2 separate regions of the Astyanax mexicanus genome follow, and region 1 is linked to region 2. The links are chromatin contacts, called in public Hi-C maps. All regions are on one chromosome and are shown on one strand. The core of a region is the stretch at or near the end of the contact, and the rest is flanking DNA. Distances in the headings are between cores, read along the strand shown. Region 1 has its middle 12 kb from the start of LOC125798972. Region 2 overlaps LOC103037814 (protein tyrosine phosphatase non-receptor type 12).

Evidence for each region. A called contact is a pair of places that touch in the nucleus more often than the background predicts.
Region 1: a contact with region 2 is called in a Hi-C map of muscle, with 15 times the contacts expected there. The contact joins two enhancer-like sites. A contact is called at or near these places in 3 of 3 Hi-C or Micro-C datasets (blood and muscle).

What each region holds. Positions count from the first base shown.
Region 1 is chr2:36,172,616-36,175,451 of AstMex3_surface, forward strand. No RefSeq gene overlaps it. Among protein-coding and RNA genes, the nearest start is that of LOC125798972, 12 kb to the right of the region's middle. Within about 2 kb of position 1,251, the one cell type or tissue checked has an H3K27ac peak away from gene starts, as active enhancers do.
Region 2 is chr2:36,094,563-36,097,605 of AstMex3_surface, forward strand. It overlaps LOC103037814 (protein tyrosine phosphatase non-receptor type 12), which reads left to right. Exons shown (of 17, transcript XM_007244996.4): 14 at 2,702-2,772; 15 at 2,876-2,909. Among protein-coding and RNA genes, the nearest start is that of LOC103037480, 10 kb to the right of the region's middle. Within about 2 kb of position 1,724, the one cell type or tissue checked has an H3K27ac peak away from gene starts, as active enhancers do.

The DNA.
Region 1 (2,836 bases), core at 1-2,500, 78 kb after region 2:
GCTTGTGTGGTATCTGCCTTGGTTTAGCTGCTCAATCTTGTTTTGTAATTTTATTAAGATAGCAGTGGATAGAGTGTAAGGAATGCGGTAGAATGTTGTTTTGTTCGGTTATGAAGCTCTCCGTTAAACATGCATGAGTATCGAACAGTACATTCCGCTGCAAATAAAATTCTCTTTTAGATAATAGTGATTATACTGCACAAAGCCTAAAACTGGGAACAGAGCATTCATCCACTGAAAACAGCTACTCGTTACTTTAAAATGTTAGTTGTCATTTCACTAGAAACCATTTAGTACATGCTCGTTTGGAAATACAATAAAATACAATAGGTCCCTCTCAGTTGCATATTCATGCCGCATTAGCCAATAAAAGAAAACCGAATTCATGGCCTCGCCCACCTTGGCTTGGACTGCCCATTACAAAGCCATGGATGGAGTATCTCATTTCTGTTAGCCAATCAGAGGCAAGATATTTGCATGTCTTAAATAAACATGAGTAGGAGCCGAAATCCTTTAGATTTCTTACATTTTTTTAAACTTTAGCTTGTTAGAATACTTTTAATTACTTTGGGTTATTACCATTTATTTTAACTTTGGGTTGCTAGAATTTTTATTTACTTTGGGTTGCTTAAAAATGATAGATTTTTGGTTGCCAGAATTTTTTTTACCTTGGGGTTGCTAAAAATGTATTAACTTTGGGTTGCTAGAATTTTTTTTTATTTGTGGCTAACATAGTTATAAAAAATATTGTGTAAAATTGTTAATGCTCTACTAAAAATGGAAACAACATTAAGGCACACTTTTTTTAGACCTTTTTTTAGTAGTAGTTTAGTAGTATTAAAATTCATTTTAAAATCTAATTAGCTAACAAGCTAGTTAGCTGTGGAGTAGTAAAAATTTTAATAATCTACAAATTCATCTGAACAAGGAAAAGACCAGGTTACAGTAAGTGTTCAAACGGTTTTAGAAGTTATACTGTATATAGAACCACTGTATTTGCGGAAGAACGTTTTATGAGCCATTTGCAGTGTAAAGTTATACTTTTAATCTCTAGTTAAAGTTAGCAAACTTGGCTAACTAACACACCGACGAGGTCAAGTGTAGCTCAGTGGCTTAGTTTGGCGGGGAGGGGTGTGTGTAACTGTGTGTGTGTTTTCTGGGTATTTTAGTGATTTTAGAGTTGTGTGTGCTTCTGTCCAGTCAGTAGTCTGTGATAATTAAACATGAATCTGCTGGAACGGAATGAGCTGGTGCTGCAGTAGAGGCGCAGACACGGTCAGGAGTGAGGTGAATAATGAGGCTTGTCTGGGAGTTGGGGTCTCTCAGCTATACTTAGCGTGGCCGGAGGTGGATTAGTAGAGTTATATAACCCGCCGCCACCCACACCGTGCAGTGTGATAGCAGTGATGTGTATCAGCAGTACTGCTGTGTAAGCTTTTATTAGTGAGTCTGGGTGAGACAGTGAGGGAGGGGCTGTTTGAGTCTGGATTATTTTTTAGAAACTGATACATGCATCTGTTTTGCCATCAGCCTAAACAACCATTGCAGACCATTGAAAAATAAACAAGAGGCCAAATCAGTGATGCAATACTATTATACCACTTAAAGAAATGTACATGACACACTGTATTTTACAATTATTTACCTTTTCCTATATTTGAAAGATTAATGAACAAAATAACCAATTTTAGCACATGAGCTTAGAAATAAAGAGTTCTTTGACTTTATTTAATTTTATTTCATATGTTTAGTAGTTGTCAACATTTGTACATGCAGTTAATCTTGAAACTTGAATACTAATACTGTTCAACACCAGCATTTAAAAAAAATGTAATCATGGTTTTATCCATGATTTAGTCATAGAATATTGTTGTGATTTAATACAATTATATTTTTTAGGAATTTGCACCAATAATACAAATCTAAGTGTGTAACACTTAACTATTTTATTCACATTAAAAACAGATATGAAAAGCTTATTCTTATGGGGAAAAAAGGTGATTAATCATATTTTTCTATCGACTGACACCACTAATTATAACACAAGAAATGTATATGACACTGTATGTCTCACATAGTTTCCTTTTCCTTTATACTTTAATACTAATTTAATAGATAAAAATAATCAATTTTAGTACATTAAACAAAATTCTAATTTAAAAAGCATCAAAACTACCCTGAGATATTATAATAGAGTAAAACTACCCTGATATATTATATTACAGTAAATAAAAGGAACTAGTCAGCCAGGTAAAAACAAAAAAAAAATGTATTCTTGATTTTATCCACGATTTAGTCACAGAATATTGTTGTGATTAATACAATTATATTTTTAAGAAATTGGCACCAGTAATACAGTAATACAAATCTAAGTGTTTCTAACAGTGACTCTTTTATTCACATTTAAATACCCATTATCAAAAGCTTATTCTAAAGAAAGAAAAGTGTGATAATCAGATTTTTTTTTATCGATTGACACCACTAATTATAACACAAGAAATGTATATGACACACTGTAGGTCTCACATAGTTTCCTTTTCCTTTATACTTTTATACTAATTTAATAGATAAAAATAATTAATTTTAGTACATTAAACAATATTCTAGTTTAAAAAGCATCAATTATATTTACAATAATACAAATCTAAGTGTTTCTAACACTGAGTCTTTTATTCACATTTAAATACACATTATCAAAAGAAAAGTGTGATTAATCAGAATGAATCATAGAATTTTATTGTGATTAATTTGATAGTTTATTTAAATCAATTGACAACAATATATATATATATATATATATATATATATATATATATATATATATATATATATATAT
Region 2 (3,043 bases), core at 474-2,973:
GAGGAAAAACTCCCTCAAAGCTGGAGAAGAAGGAAATCTTGGGAGGAAACAAGTCCTCAGTGTAACTTTGTATTGTATTATAATGGCTAATATATAAGGGGAGGCCCATTCTCTTCTGGTCAGAAGAGCTTATAAATTATTTTGAAGTCATTAAACATCTACAGACTTCCATCTGTCTGGCCGGATAGGTGATAGGAGAACCTAAAGGTCAAAAATCTATCAGCATCAGGCTGGACAGGTGGGCAGTCAGTAACTCTGAGGAAGGCAAAAAGATGGAGTTATTTTTGTCTGATTTTATGGAGAACCGACAATGTGCAATATTATATTGTAGCTAAGGTAGAAGGAAACATAGACATGGGGGCACCCAAAAACACTGGCATCAACAGCACCAGCATCTCAGTTTACCCATAATTCCCTATGTCCATGAACCCCTGGAACTGCAGCCTTATCTAAAGGGAAAAACATTAATTACCTAAAGCTAAACTATATAAGCAAGTTTTTATTCTGCACTACAAAGATTGAGTCCCGAACATAATCAGAAAAGTTATTCTGGAGTTGGGGAGCTTAATAAGAGAAAATTCTGGGAACTACTAACTACTACTACCTTCCAAATATGCCCTCAGTCCCAGAATAAGAGCCTTATTCTTGCCTTATATAAGGAGATTTCTATGACTTTTCTAGACAATAGAAAAATTAAACCACGTAAGCAAGTGTATTCACAATTAATTCACTACAGAAAACAATCTTGGCTTGTAAAATGGAATCAAAATATTGTATGATCAGTGATCTTTCCTTGCTGTAATTTATTTTAGTAAGTGAAATGAGGGCTGATTGCATGTGCTGGGGACTGTGCTGCATGGTGGGCTTTTCCCTGAGAAGATGGCAGTGGTGTGGGCTGTACGCTACAGCTGTGGAATAGTGTGCTGATGAAAACGTGAGATGGAATGAGCATCTTTGGGCATCTTTTCATGATTAGATTTCTTCTGCCTCCTTCTCGAGGAGCCTACCGTGTCTCAAATGTCTGCTTTTTTTCCACATGGGCAGTGGGATGGTGCTGAGGCCTCATGCCCTGTGGAACAGCAGGCGGCTGGCTATTTGGGAACATTTGAGACCCTGTGTCGTTTGGCGTCACATTAATTTCAAAAGTCGGGGGCGCAAAAATACTAGGTGAAAAAAATAACCAGCGTGTTTTAACATTTTGCGTGTGCAAAATTAACTTCTCGTGAGCACAAATGTGAAACTAGCGAGCAAAAAAAAGGGAATCGTGTGCGCGCTGAAGAAAATGTTGCTCTCGCGCTTCATTTTTCTCGCTAGTTTAAAATTTGTGCTCAGTAGGAGTTAATTTACACACGCAACATGTTAAAACACGCTGGTTAATTTTTTTTTCACCTAGTATTTTTGCGCCCCCGACTTTTGACATTAATGTGATGCCAGAGTATCGCTGACGTGGAGCTGGTGCAGGTGTCTTGGCTTGTGGCGGGCGTTATTGGCTGGTTCTGTTTGGTCACTGGGCTGCGTGTTGATTCCGCAGGGTTCTTTATCACACTGTGAATCAGAATGCTTCCGTACATTAGTGTGGATGTGTTTGTGTGTGGTTGAGCTGTTGAGTTGTGTTGGGTAACCGTGCTCTTGTCTGCTTCAGACAGTGACGAGAGTGAAGACTCGCCTCCCCCTCTTCCTGAAAGAACCCCCGAGTCCTTCTTTTTGGCCACAGGTGCGTCTTGACCATCCCAGCGTGTTGTGCTTCCGTCTCTGGCCACGAGAGGGCGTCAGAAAGCAGCAGCGCAGAGCCGTGACTCGCACACGTTTGTATTCATGTCAGGGCTCAAAAGTGCAGGAGGTGTGGAAAATATTCAAGACATCCTCTATGAAACCAGTGCCTCGGCCTTGGAGTGGAATTTTCCCTTTTGTGCTTTTTGAATGTTCAATTTAGCCAAAGCAGAGTGTGCAAACTGCAGCAGTTACAGTGAATGCACCGGTTCACTGCTGCAAGAGAAACTATCACACATTCTGGACTGAGGCACATGTGCTGAACTCAATCATATTCACTTTTGTTTCAACTGTCAATGTTTATTAATATGAGCAGGTGAGAGAATTCAGAAAATGACCTGTTGTAATTGAAATAATATTGACCCCAGGTTTGTGCCTCTTTCAATTCTATTAGTTTTACAAGACAAAATGCACAATAAATATGGAAAGAAATGAGCATGAAAATCAAATAGCCATAAACCAACCATTTCTCACTTTTGTGTGAAATCAATTGTTGTCTTTAGGATTGTTATTTTGATAAGTTATGAGTTATTTTATATCATGTTTCTTCATGAAGGAACTTTAAATAAAGCACATTGTAGTTTATTATGTAAAAAGGTTAAAGAAAAGGGAGGAATGCCAAAAACTACGGCTGGGCTATATTGTTTAAAAAACAATAATAATAATTGTAATCTTAATTGTGATCTTTTTTTTTTTTATTATGATTTTTACTTCTTTGTATATATGTGTATATATACTATTATATGTAAACAATCTCAATCATCCCAATGTGAAAATTGCATTCAAACAGTAACTTCATTAAACAAATAATTTGATTAACCTCCCAGCCCTACTTTATATGTTGTTATGTTATGTTAAAAATTGCCTTCAAATTCTATTTCTCAAATTTCTTCTGTGAAGTTAATTATGCTATTCTCTTCATCTCCTCCAGATCCAGTAGATGTGAAAGTAGAGAAGGATTTGGGTTCAGCTGAATCAGGAGTAGCTTCTCTCTCTCTTCAGGTGAGCCAGACACTATGTACAAAACAGCCTGATCATTTACATCTGAATGATTGTTCCTGTTAATGTTAATGTTCCTTTTTTTCTCCCTTTTCATACCACACAGAACTCTATGACCACAACGACAAAAACACCACCGGGTAGGTGTAACCTTTAGCCATATTATCTGTGGTCTTTTTTTTATATAGTGTATTGTATTCTATGATGAAGTAGAGTACCAAATGATATTTGATTAAAAAACATATATAAAAGATAAGATTAGTGTAAAAACAAA